2 separate regions of the Mus musculus genome follow, and region 2 is linked to region 1. A link is a contact called in public promoter capture Hi-C data. All regions are on one chromosome and are shown on one strand. Each heading gives the region's core, a stretch centred on a gene start, on an enhancer-like site or on the middle of the called end of the contact. The rest is flanking DNA. Distances are from core to core; before and after follow the strand shown.

Region 1 (6,868 bases), core at 2,560-5,059:
CGTACACGATCTAAGTGTATGTAGAAAAGGACGTTCTGAATAGAACCCGCATTGGCCCGGAAATTAAGTTCAGCAATTGACAAGTAGGACTTATAAAACCTAAAAGCTTCTGCCCCGCTAAAGAAACAGTCAACTGAGTGATAAGGAAGCCCATAGAATAGGAGAGAATCTTTGACCGATGTACATTTGATATCTTTATGTGTATTTAAGATATACAAACAAAAGAGACCCTCCCGGCAAAAAGATATATTCAGAAACGGGCTAGGAATCTAAACAGAGAGTTCTCAAGAAATAAAAATAAAATAAAAATAAGAGAAGAAATAAAAATGGCTAAGAAGTGTTTTTAAAAAAGTCATGGTCCTTAGCAATTAGGAGATGGAAATCAAAACGATTTTGAGATGTCATCTTACAAAGGTGCAGACTGGTGAAGATCAACAACTGACACAAATGCTTGAGAGGATGTGGGGAAGAGGGGAAGAGGGATCGTCTGTTCAAGGTTGGTGGGACTGCAAACGGGTTCACGCCCTCTTGAATTCAGCCTGGAGAATCCTCAAAAGCCTAAAAATAAATCTTCCATATGACTCAGCTGCCCAGCTTTATCATTCCACAGCAGATGCCCAAAGAACTCGTCATTCTGCCCTACATATATCTGCTCTGCCTCGTTCACTGTCCCGCAACTCACACAAGCTAGAAAAAGGAAACAACTTAATGTCCTCAAACTTATGAATGGATTTGAAATTGTGGCACTAATACATTCTGAAATACTATTCAAGTGTAAAGAAAAATGAAACCATGAATTCTGAAGGCAAATGGACAGAACTGGCAAAAATTATATTGAATGAGGTAACCCAGACCTAGAAAGATAAATGTCCTACTTTTTTTTTTTTTCTCATCTAGATTCCCTGGCTCCAAATCTTCAGATGTGAGTACACAGTCTGCAGAAACAGCTGAAAACAGCAAAGTACAAAGGGACCACGGCAGGGGTGAGCAGGGAAGAGAGAAGCAATAGAGAGAGGAATGGCAGGGTACAGGCGGTCTGAAGCGGGAAGTGGAAAAACTGTGATGATGTGGGAACTCTAATTAGAGGCAGGGAGGAGGTAAAATAGCAGCCTTAGGGTCTGAAAAAGTCATAAGGAGTCATATTATCTATTTACGTAAAATTACACATATTACATGTAAGTCTGTGTATACATATAGTTTAAGTGAAATGCATTCACCCTGGCTGACAACGCTTTCCCCAAGATCCAGAGACCACTTTGCAAAAACTCCAACACTACATATAAGATGTTAGTTCCTTTTGGGCTTGTTGGTCAGGGTTGTCTAATAAGAGATTTCCCCCAAATCCTAGGCTATTGTTAGTGCCTGTAGTTGCCTCTCAGAGGAGGAAGGTTAGTAAAGTGCTTATTGCTGAAGACACCATGTATTTTGGACACATGACCAAGAGGTCTCAAACTGCAAAGCCTGAGGACTAGCTTTCATGATCCCAGAAGGCTTCCAAGTGAGGGAAGCAACTAACAATCCTACCCAGCTGTGGTGCCTATGAACTACAGTGTCCAGCATGCCTTCAGACCGACTCATTTGGAAATGGTCTTCTGCAGTTTAAGTCAGGGTCCCAGCTACACCTGAGTAGAAGTCCCTAGAGAGAACCTCTTCTGGCTGCAGAGTAGGCACCTTGGAATTGCACCTTGCCCTGCTGGTGACTAGGTCACCTACAAAACTTCTTTGCATATATAAGTCTCAATAAAAACATTTAAATATAGAAAATCGAATGGCAGTTTACTTCAAGCTATTCATTCTCCTTTTTATTACTAAGGGCTAAAATACAAACTACTTTAAAATTGGCGACATTAGATGACATGGAGATACAATGGTTCCTGATAGTTTCAAAATCTTTTGGAATGTACCAAGCGCTAGGAGTATCTTAGTAATACTAATGAAGTGACTCAAGCTGAGTTTCAAGACAGCTTCCATCAACTAACAGTAGCTTAACTCCTTCTTTCTTCAACTGCCAGTGTCCCCTTTCTCAAAACCCTAAGCTGCAGTCCAGTGGTTTAGAAGGCAGCTGGGCAGTGAGGCAAATCAAAGTCTGGTTTTCTGGTAGTCTAGTCCTATGGAGTCAAGTGCTATAAGCCTAAGTCAAAACCAATCAAGTGAATTCTTCTTTGAGTTGTTCTGACCTCTTTAAACACAACAACAGTCTCCCGAATTTATACCACTTGAAGTTTTCTAACATCTCTATAAATTAAAGCTTTAGAGCCTTTAACTGTTAGAACTATGGCAACATTTGGAGCATTTTACACTTGTTCTTCGACATAAGGCCAAGCAGTGATGTGTTGATCCATATGTTGTCCATTCTCTTAATGCAGAATGTAAACCAGATAGCAAGACACTGATGTAATAACACTTCTGCTTCAAGATCTTCTGGACTACAATCTATATACGTCGTACCATTACTAGTACAAAGATTACCATGTTTTCCTTCAATTTACACAAACATTAAGCCAATATTTCATGTAATTTGGAAAGGCTAACTTTTTTTTTTTCACCCTGAGAAGTCAAGCAAATACGCAGTTTCTTTAAAAATAAAAGCCAAGGCTAATTTTACAGTAATGAAGCTATAATACTTTACAAAGCCAGGATCCCAGGTTCAAATGGATATGCCATACACAAAGGTAATGAAAATATCAACTCCATTAAGGGCGATGCAATGAAAAGTATTGAGGAACTGTGGCAAGATGTCACCATGGTAGGATGCTCTGAGCAAAAATTTTTCCTGTGGAAGCCAAAAGCCTTCCTTGGAACATACTTTTATGAAATGATGAATAAAACCACCTCCGAAGAATGATAAGTATTAATTACAAATAGCTATTTTTTGTTCTATTCATCAAAACCATTTCAAGTGTTTTTAAAATAATGCACTATTAAGGGGGGAGGGGTGGCGGGAGAGGGATGGTGCGCATTTTTCCGTAAGGCACTTCATCCCGATACATGAGTCTCTCATCCCTTGGACGAGAAATCTTTCTCCCTTCCTTGATTATTATTCCTCTAAGATAATTTCCTTTCGGTCTTCCCACAAAGCTCCTTCCCAAACCGGTATCCGAGACAACGCCTCTATGCCAAAGCCGCAGGAAGAGAGAAAAGAGTGAAAAGGGGCCTTGGCACGTTCGCTCGCCAGGAGCTTTGCAAGTGGGAGAGTTGACCTGAGTTCCCCAAGATTCCATCCTCCCGGAGCAACTAGGCCAGGTTCGAAATGTTCAGATGCGAAGTCGGTCCATGCTCTCCTCCGGCGGGTGCCGGAGCACAGAGGCGGCGAAGGCTTTGCCTGGCCTCTGACGCTGGGATGCGGCTGGAAGAGAGTGCGCACCGGCCAGCCCTCAAGTGCCCAGGATCGCTGGGACTGCCCAAAACGCGGTTCCCCGGCCCGCAGCAGGCCTGCAGTGACCCACCTTTACCTGGAAGGTGATGCTCAGGACCCGCGGCGCCTACAGAAAGCCTGCGTCGCACCAGGAATAGGAGGCGGCCCGAAAGGGCGAGGACAGCTCCAGGTTCGGGTCGGAGCGAGCCCCGCCCCGCCCCGTCTCGAGCCCCGCCCCTTCCATCGCCCCGCCCCAGCTCTGGGGTGCCAAGGGTCCCGGATGTGCCTCCCTCCGGCGCTCCGAGGCCCCGCTACTTCTCCGGCCCGGCAGAGGGCGCTACGGATCCTGAGAGGCAGGAGAGGCGTTTCGACGTCTCCCGGGTGGCTAGAGCGTCCTTCTGTGCTCCGGCGCGCGGCAGGTGACGGCGCCCGGAGGCTGTCGGGAAGTAGGCGGGGTGACGTGGGGTTGACGCTCGGCGGCGGGTTTTGCTGAGGTCTGCGGCCGGTGGCAGCTTGTGCTGCGGGGCTCCGGAGAGCGCGAGGTGGAAGCGGGGCGGTGTGTGTGTGGTCGGGGACCATGTCGAGCAATGCCGGGGAGTGGTGTCTCATGGAAAGCGACCCCGGGGTCTTCACCGAGCTCATTAAAGGATTCGGTGAGCACCAGGGGGACCGTCCTGGGCCGGGGGTTCCGGGAGGAGGCCCGCGTTGGGCCAGGCGGTCACCTGCCGCCACCGACGCCCGGCGTCGGAGAAGTGACTTCAGGGACTGGAGTCGGCGTGTGTGGAAAGTAGGGCTTCTGCCGCGTCCTCGGCCCGGGGCGGCCGCGTCTCCGCAGTGATCTTGGGAGCCACACCACGAGGGGAAGGAGTCCCTCTGCCTGTGCACTGCTGTGTTCTCCGGACTTGGGACTCGGACACTTGAATTGCCTCGAGCGTCCTCCTTCCCTGTCTCCCTCCCTCATCATCTCCTCCGCGCTTCTCTTGTCCTTTCCACTGTCCCTTCCCTGCGGAGCCTCCCTGTCTCCAGTGTGGTCAGGTGCATCGCTCAGGCTGTCGGTCCTGCGGAGCAGCCGGTCTAGGGCGTGTGTTTCCCCGGGTGGTGTCTGAGGCTCCAGCCGCCCAGAAACTCGAGATTCTAGTTTCCCAAAAGCAGAACTTTCACCTTTCGTATGTGGGCACCTCTTCCGGACCTCCACAGATAACCGTCTACGCGGGTCTGCACTCTACTTCCCGCAATTCTTTTACTCCCTCCTTTTTTGACTTCCTGTGAAGTTGAGTTTTCTCGAGGTAGTGCTTTTGCTCAGAGGCCACATGCTTAGCTCTGAATTTCTCTCTGACTTTATTTCCTTCCGTACTACTCAACCAATAGGACAGTTTATCCTTCCTCGTGTTCCCAACGTTTTGGGGGAGTTTTTTTTTCCCTCCATTTTCATTTTGATTTTTTCTAAGATATTGTTTTTAACTGTTTTGTTAAAATGTGTACCCAAAATATAGCAAACCTTAATGTAGATTTTGTGTACTGTACATGGCTGAATATTTCGAGCATTGCGTAACATATGTTCAACTGTACTTCGGGCATACAGTTACGGAGTTGGAAATTTTAATGTGAATAATCGGAATGCTGGTCTGAAGAACTGAGAGTCAATCTAGAATAACATGTTGGTTTACGTTTAAGAGTATACAGAAATTGTTTTAACTGTGTAGATCACAGAGGAGCTGGGCAAAAGGAAGCATGATCTAGTGTGGTTACCTAAAGGTAGCTTATGGAGCAGCCAGCAAAGTAACTAAAATATGGTGTAATGAATAGGCAGGCAGTGTAGAGATCTTAGGTAAAAAGGTAAAGCCACGCCAAATCAGATACCATATTGTATAGATTAGATTGCCTGGAAGTCACTGGGGACTTACTCTGAAAAAGATGTGGAGATCAAACATAATTAAAATTAGTTTGTGATTAACATGATTGTGCTTACAGTATTTAGAGTTAAGATAGAATGAATGAGATGACTCTTTTTGAAAATGGTAAGTTTGTGGGTGATTGGCTTGACATTAAGCCCTGGGGTACAGAGAAAGTAGAGTCAGCAGTTAGGTAGTATTTCAATCTCAGGTTGCATGTGGAAATACCTTCTCCTCATTCTATTTGGAGCAGGAATGCATCCAGAACATGCTACACTAAAAGAGGAGTTCTCAGGGCTGCCAACCTTACAGTAGAGGTTGAGTAGTAGTATATTTCTCCTACAGAAAGAGAAAAGAAAATTAGCAGGAGTTGACTGACTGTAGGAAAGAAGAGTCAAACGTGCTTCTGGCTTGGGTGGATAAATAAAGTATCATTTGAAGAATAGACTTGATAGGAAAGAAAATTAGATCAGTTTTGGACATTACAGAATTTGAAATGTTTACAGGTTAAGTGATAATTTTTCCTCTCAAAATCTTTAACTGTCATTTAAAAAGTTGACGTTCAGAGATAGTGGCCCAAGTTTATTTTGAAACTAATGCAGTCTAGGGCTGGTGGTATAGCCAGCCTGGTTACCGAAGCCTGATGACTCCTGGACCATGGAAGAAGGAGCTGACCCCTTCTGAAAGCCACCCACTCGTTTGTGGCACATGTACCTTAGTATTCTCCACTCACATACACAATAAAAGAAAGAAATTAGTGGAGTCCGTAAACTAGCTGCTGTTTTCAGTTTCACATGTACAGAAAACTTGGAATTTGAAAATAATTTAAAGTTAGACATTTTAGTAATATAAGTGCATCTGCACATACTGAGTAAAGCAGTCGTCAGTAACGGATTGTTAGTAATGGATTGTTGGCTCCTAGTGTAGAAGGATTTTGCACATTAAATGAAGGTAATTTATAACATTAGCTGCTTCAAAGGAAAAAATGCTTTATTCTAATTATTTTCATTTTTTCCTTGTCCAGTTCTTATATTTACAATAGGGTTTGGAAGTTTACTTGTCTGAAAGTGAAACATCTGTTTGTATTATGAATACTATTGCAATGTTTTTGAAATGAACTCACTGTCTAACGTAGCCTTCACTGTGTTGACACAGGTGTAGCAAGATACAGATATCTTTGACAGGAGAGAAGTCTGGAGTATTTCTTCATCTGTAATTACTGCCTCATGCTTAAATACGGATGGGAATTAATTGGGTCCTTGAAATTAAGTCACTTATGATCACATCTAAGGTGTATTTTACTTTGTTCTGAGGAAAGAAAGAAGATAAAGCTTGGCTTCACACAAGAAATGTAGTCTTGGGAAGTACATACGTATTGTTTATAATTGTATTCCCCAAAGCAGCACTGATTCATTTAAAGGGTATTAGTCTCTAATTGAGGGCTCTCAGTCAAGTTCAAACTGTGCAGATCCTTTGAGAGGTTAGCTGTTTGCTCACATCACCAGCCACATATCATGTATGTACACCATGATCTTTATACCATGGGATAACTGAGAACAGGGCTGAGGAAAACTTCTGGACTCTTCTTTGTTAGGGACGCAGAAGCTGGAGTCCTCCCTAC
Region 2 (6,868 bases), core at 1,133-3,632, 540 kb after region 1:
ATGTCACATATCTTTTCTGTGCTATAACAGAGTATCTTAGACTGGGTAGTTTCTTTTAAGTAATTTAGCTGATGGCTCTGGAGGTTCAAGAGAATACCGCTAACATTCTTTTGAGTTCTAATGGGGCATTTCTTGCTGTATCATGGCCTGGCAGAGGGTAACAAATGATGGGCAGCACAAGCAAATCAGAGAAAATGCCCATGGAGCAAAGTTTCTCCTGTGTGATGCTATTATTCCAATGGTCTGTCCATCTGCTCAGAGGACCTGTGTTGGAGAAGAGTAACATTCTTGACACTCTGATTAAGTCAAAGAAAAGTACCTGCTGTTACTTTACATCATAGCCTACTCCTTCATGGTTCGTTATTTTAAACCATATCATTCTAGTTATACTTTCTAATGCATGGAAATGATAAATCAGTGTGTGTGTGGTGGGGGGGGACTTTTAGGTGGGACTAAAGATGTAGCTTTTGTTTGTTTGTTTGTTTGTTTGTTTTTCATTTTTTGAGACAGGGTTTCTTTGTGTAGCCCTGGCTGTCCTGGAACTTACTCTGTAGATTAGGCTGGCCTCCAACTCAGAAATCTGCCTGCCTCTGCCTCCCAAGTGCTGGGATTAAAGGCATGAGCCACCACTGCCCGGTTTAAAGATACAGCTTAATGGTAGAGTACTCACTTAGCAATTGTGAAGACTCAGATTTCATCCCCAATTATGTAAATCAACAACAACACTGAAAACAAAATAAAATAAAGATCTTAGGGTAATGCATAGATGACTGATGTGTTTCTGGAGTTCTTTATGGTACATCTGAGTTGTTATGTGACTATATTTTTATACGTTTATCTTTGTACATATACTTAGTTTTTAAATTGAAGATAGTTAAGAGTAAGGATGATCCCTGAGAAATCCCCAGCATCTTGTTAAGGAAGCTGAGTCTCTGGTGTCTTCATAATACTCCTGATTCTGTACACGGCATAAAACTGTGAAAGTGACTAATGCTGAAAACCTTTTGCTTCCTGGAATATGGTAAAAGGTTCAGCTTGATGTTAATGGATAACTTCCTTTAAGGCACCTACACTCTGTTTAAAGTAAGATAGCATGGATTCTTTGTGGTAATTCACTGAGTTCCCCCAAATTCAACTGTTGTAGACCCAGTAATGGAAAAGCATAGTAGAGGGGCTAATCTGCCTCATGAAAACTTCAGAGAAAAGGTAGTTCATAACCCTGGCTGTTCCCTCTCTACTTCAGAAACTCGGTGGTGTGGTCATGTGAAGGTGAATCAGATGCTATGCACTTGATCTTTTATGTCATGGGTTTGTGATATCAGAGTCATTAGTATTTTGTGCTAAGTACTAATAATATGCCTTTTCTTGTGTGTCTGTGTGTGTGTGTGTGTGTGTGTGTGTGTGTGTGTGTGTGTGTTTTGGGGGGATGGTTTGGTGCCTGGGTTCATTTGTAAGTATTCCATAAGCTTTAGAAATTTATTTTTTTTACGTATCCTGATTCTAGAAGGTACATAATAGTGGAGTTAATACATTTGAATGCCCAGTAGGAGCTGTTACTCATCTCCAGCAGAACATCTAATTGCATTGTCCTCTAGAGAGGGGACACTCATGTTCTCACATTGTAGGTGATAAAAAGATGATGGATGGATGAACAGGTAGATGAGAACCAAGATTTCAGGTTAATAATTATCATATGGCTCATTATATATCCACAGAGAGAGCCTAAATAAAGATGCCAACATAGTCGTCTGATTTTAGAAGAGAATTAAGAGCTAGAGTCATCAATTCAGAAGAAAGCCACATGTACACAGGACAAGGTGAGAGCACCCACACAGCAGGTGTACATGGAGAAGAACTTTGGGATTAGAAGACTGAATGTAGGATAGGGACCAGAAAAGAACCCATGGGTAGATCCATGAGGCACAATCTAGAATGAGACCACTAGGAACCAAAGGAAGAAAGTAGACATTTTCCTGAGGGGCTGGAGTTAACCTGAACTGGGGAATAATAACAAACCTTGGGAATTTAATGCATTAAGATCCTTAGAAGATTATGTATCCAAAAATGTTATTATGTTATTATGCCCACTTTTGTGTTGTTTATTTAGTCATTTATTTATCTTTCTCTATTGTTTTGACCAAGAACTTCTTTCTGGTCCGGGGTCTCAAATTGCAGAAAGGCCAGTTTCTTTGGTAGGAGACACATTGCTATGTAATGGTACCAAAGTGTCGTAGGGAAATTTGTGGTATAAATAATAACATGTAAGGAAAGTTCATTTCCTTCCTCTTCTTTCTTGGCATTTCAGCCAACCTCATGTCTCTGCAGTCACTGGTTAGTCAGTGGGAAAAAGAATAAACATCACAGTTCTTCAAATATGGGCACAAAAGCTTCTGCAAAGAGGATAAAGGTCAATGAGGCTGTAATAGGGAAAACTACACAATTTACCGGCACCTTAAAGCCAGCTGACTAGAAAGCTGAGAAGGGATTTGGAAGCACTGTACTAGGTGGTGGTAAAAATTTTAACATGAGTTTTCAAGTTTGTGCTCCATGTCACATTTCTATCTGATGCCTTCTAGAGCAGCAGTGGTAAACCAAAAATATCCAGTTTGGTGGCTAGAATGAGAACTCTTTTTTTCATTAGTGTACAAGACTAGGCAACGCTGAACAGCCAGTTTGATAGAAGCTCTTACAGGAGAATGTGCTGGTCATTCAGACTCACTTCACTCAGGTGACATCTTCAAATCTTCGCCTGTATCCACCATTGTAAGAACTGTTTTTCAATTTTAAGCTTTCTGATTAGTTGTTTCAAGGAGCATCATGTTAAAAGATGAGACATTAAGTGTGAAAAACATGAAAATGTTAATGTTTAAGTAATTTTATCAAAGACATATAGGGAATAAGTGACAGACCCTAGCCTTTCTGAATTCATGGTCTGTGATCCTTCTGCTCTCAGTGCTGATAATGAAGGTGATAGTCACATGGTCAGCAAACGAACCTACAATCTGGTGAACATGGCCATGAGTCAGTAACAGGAACAAGCAATTATTTGCTGATAAGGCCAAAAATTGCCACAGAAATGCCTTGTGTCCTGGGCTTTAACAGATAAGGTTGAGACATAATTGAACCTTCTATCTTTTAGAGATGCTTAAGCAATGGCAGAGAAGCATGGGAAGCTAGGCTTTGGTGACTGGGTACAATACAACTCAGTGACTCAACAAACATATTTTAAAAACATTTCACAAGTGGGACTTCAAGCCACATTTTATTTAAATGTGGGCTCACAGTCCTGATTGGGCATATACAGTTAGCGATTTAAGTTACCAGTGGTGTACACATTCAGAACATCTTTGAATACTTAGACACAAGGGGACACAGACTAGATCACAAGAAAGCTTAGAATTGTCTTAACAAACTACAGGGCCATAGAAAAGGAGTTTTAGGAAAGGTTGGCTTCTCTTTAAGTATACAGTTGCAAACCCACTCCCCCCACCCCTCACTGCTAGTACTGATTGCCTGCAAATATGGCACTTAGAAGCTACAATTATTTGGAACATCCAAGTCAATGACTAGGTTATAGAGAAGTAAAATAAATCAGAGTTTGAGAAATTGTAAAATCTTGTTTAAATTCAGTACAGTCTGACCTTAGAATTAAGACAAAAAAGAAGAATTAGGGACCAAGTCACAAACATTTGCTTAGCTGGATCCTTTCCTTTTGTCAACGACTGGAGCCAGAGATGGAGGTTGACAGCTCTATAGGCACTGCTATCTTCTCAGGGAAAGCGTTTCTCATACAAACCAAGGTGGAACTCTTCTCCTGAGACAGAACTAGTGTGAAGCAGGGTATTCTGATAAGGGAAAGTTTATATCCATTTGACTGGAGTAGAAGGAGACGTGAGAGAGGCAGAATTCTTCCATTGTGAGTTTGTGTGACTCAGATAAACTGTTCTGGTTTGATTCCCTCAGGGCATGTCCCGTGTCCTCTCTTTTGTTTTCCATCCCTCCCTTCTGTATGTCTTAGGCTATCCGTAGTTGAGAATGGTGGGCAGGATTCTGTGGAACTAACATTTTTCTCAGCAATGATTACAACTTCTACAAGTGTCCTGGGAACACTGTGTTCTGTGTCCTAAGGTGCCTTCCTGACTCTTCTGGAGTTCACAGGGTCTGGCTTCACTTCCACTTTTGATTGCGCACCACAGGCAAGCACGTGGTAATTGTAGTTCTGCTATGGTATTTCCTTCGTGTTCCATTGAGTCTCTATGCTTCTCAGCCATTTACATCTACTTCTACATGAGTTCTAACAATCGACCATTCTAAAGTCTTTTTCAAGAATAAGTCACATTACTTAGACTATACTGTGCAGTCCTCACCTTGTGATGCAAAATTAGGTGATATGGTATGTAGCACTTAGCTTGGTATGCGATGAAGCAAATGTCACATTTATTAATCACAGGATAGGTCCAAGAATTGCCTCTTTCATAAAAGCATCTGTGTCTGTGTTCTGTGGCTTTATTTTGAAAGCCGGTAGTCATTAACAAGAGTCTAAAAACACTTGCTGAGTGATTATTGATTCTCAGAGACTAAGAGCAAAGAAACTTGGAGAGTGTGATTTCATTCTGTTGTCTGTAATTACTACTGGGCTCTTTTGGTTGTTTGTCCTATTGAATATTATGTCTTATGTGCTAAAGTTCAAAATGTTCCTAGGTGTAAAGTCACACGTTCACAAGTTAACCCACCACCATACTCCATCCCATTTGCTTGATTCATTCTTTCCTCGTCTTCAATTTTCACTGTGAATCTCACTTCCTCTGCTTAACTTCTCTGTTACACAGACTCTCCATCCACTTAGCCTGGACTTGAACACCCACTACAGTTCTAAAATCCTATAAGTCCACAAGCACAGGAACACCTTTTTATTCATTTACTTATTTTCCTGTTATTCATATGTAGTCAATCCATTTGTAATCTGAGTCTGATAATGTTTCTAGCATTTGGTGAGTTTCATTGAACATTTAAGTAAATGTGACAAAAATGAATGGTATACTGGCAAGCCCATGTGTTCATATGACTAGAACTTGTTAACACTGTGAGAAAATAATAGTAACTTTGGAAATTATGGTGTTTTATGGCCCTTGTCTATCTTTAAATGTCATAAATAGTAAGTGGCTGGGCCCATACATTTTCTCATCTCAGGCTTTGCACACAGGGCTGTAGCTATAAATACAAGATTAGCAAATCTGCCATAACAGAATCCCCTATTTTTCTGCAGAATTAAGGAACGAGCATTATACATATTGACCATACTTGAACTATATCTTGGGAAAACCCATTGTATGAACACTTCTCTCTAGGGTATTCTGTGGATAGAAGTTATTGCTGTTAGTTCTTAGAATAGTAGTTGAAACCTTTTGCTTTAGGGAGAAACTGACCCTCTTCTCCTATAATCTTTAATCCAAAAAAATTAAGCCCTGGGGAGGCGGCCTCAGCCTCAGCAGCAGTGGTCGCCATCTGGGTTCCAGGACTCCACGGGACCTAGGAAATTAGTCTGAACAGGTTAGAGGGTGCGCCAGAGAACCAGACAGCTTCTGGGACGGGCGGAAGCACAGAGCCGCTGAGGCAGCAGCCTGGGCGGGCCGCAGACAACCGGCCACCATCCGGACCAGAGGACAGGTGTCCGCCTGGCTTGGGAGGCGGCCTCAGCCTCAGCAGCAGCGGTCGCCATCTTGGTTCCGGGACTCAGCAGAACTTAGGAAATTAGTCTGAGCAGCTTAGAGGGTGCGCCAGAGAACCGGACAGCTTCTGGGACGGGCAGAAGCACAGAGCCTCTGAGGCAGCAGCCTGGGCGGGCCGCAGACAACCGGCCACCATCCGGACCAGAGGACAGGTGTCCGCCTGGCTCGGGAGACGGCCTCAGCCTCAGGAGCAGCGGTCACCATCTTGGTTCCAGGACTCCCTGGAACTTAGGGTTTTAGTCTGCACAGGTGAGAGTCTGCACCACAGAAGCTGACAGCTTCTGGGAACTGCCAAAGCAACACAGCTTCTGAGAGAGGCCCTGTTTTGGGCCTTCTTCTTTGACCAGGAGGAGGTCCAAAAACAAGATATCTGCGCACGTTCCCTGTAAGAGAGCTTGCCAGCAGAGAGTGCTCTGAGCACTGAAACTCAGAGGAGAGAATCTGTCTCCCAGGTCTGCTGAGAGACGGTAACAGAATCACCAGAAGAACAATCTCTAAACAGAGTCAACTATAACTACTAACTCCAGAGATTACCAGATGGCGAAAGGTAAACGTAGGAATCCTACTAACAGGAACCAAGACCACTCACCATCATCAGAACCCAGCACTCCCACTTCGCCCAGTCCAGGGCACCCCAACACACCCGAAAACCTAGACCTAGATTTAAAAGCATATCTCATGATGATGGTAGAGGACATCAAGAAGGACTTTAATAAATCACTTAAAGAAATACAGGAGAACACTGCTAAAGAGTTACAAGTCCTTAAAGAAAAACAGGAAAACACAATCAAACAGGTAGAAGTCCTTACAGAAAAAGAGGAAAAAACATACAAACAGGTGATGGAAATGAACAAAACCGTACTAGACCTAAAAAGGGAAGTAGACACAATAAAGAAAACCCAAAGTGAGGCAACACTGGAGATAGAAACCCTAGGAAAGAAATCTGGAACCATAGATTTGAGCATCAGCAACAGAATACAAGAGATGGAAGAGAGAATCTCAGGTGCAGAAGATTCCATAGAGAACATCGGCACAACAATCAAAGAAAATGGAAAATGCAAAAAGATCCTAACTCAAAATATCCAGGAAATCCAGGAAACAATGAGAAGACCAAACCTACGGATAATAGGAGTGGATGA

What was found. Promoter capture Hi-C pulls out the DNA fragments that hold promoters and counts their contacts.
Region 2: a contact with region 1 is called in a promoter capture Hi-C map of the HPC-7 cell line, with 5 times the contacts expected there. The contact joins the enhancer-like site here to the promoter of Uchl5 in region 1. A contact is called at or near these places in 10 of 39 promoter capture datasets (the C10 cell line, the HPC-7 cell line, HPC-7-derived erythroid cells and 7 more), 2 of 484 Hi-C or Micro-C datasets (B cells and the G1E-ER4 cell line), 8 of 115 datasets of contacts at active chromatin or transcription factors (the 230-238 cell line, acute myeloid leukemia, bone marrow-derived macrophages and 5 more) and 2 of 9 other capture datasets (adipose tissue and liver).

The regions. Positions count from the first base shown.
Region 1 is chr1:143,773,469-143,780,336 of GRCm38.p6, forward strand. It overlaps Uchl5 (ubiquitin carboxyl-terminal esterase L5), which reads left to right and starts at 3,810. Exons shown (of 11, transcript NM_019562.2): 1 at 3,810-4,008. The coding sequence starts at 3,933. It overlaps Ro60 (Ro60, Y RNA binding protein), which reads right to left and starts at 3,583. Exons shown (of 9, transcript NM_013835.2): 1 at 3,453-3,583. LOC115487685 (a small nucleolar RNA gene) reads left to right here and starts at 5,460; the gene lies at 5,460-5,594.
Region 2 is chr1:144,315,444-144,322,311 of GRCm38.p6, forward strand. No RefSeq gene overlaps it. Among named protein-coding and RNA genes, the nearest start is that of Rgs1, 70 kb to the left of the region's middle. Within about 2 kb of position 2,383, at least 35 of the 459 cell types and tissues checked have an H3K27ac peak or open chromatin away from gene starts, as enhancers often do. A contact at or near this core is called in the G1E-ER4 cell line, the HPC-7 cell line, bone marrow-derived macrophages and 1 more, where this site is marked.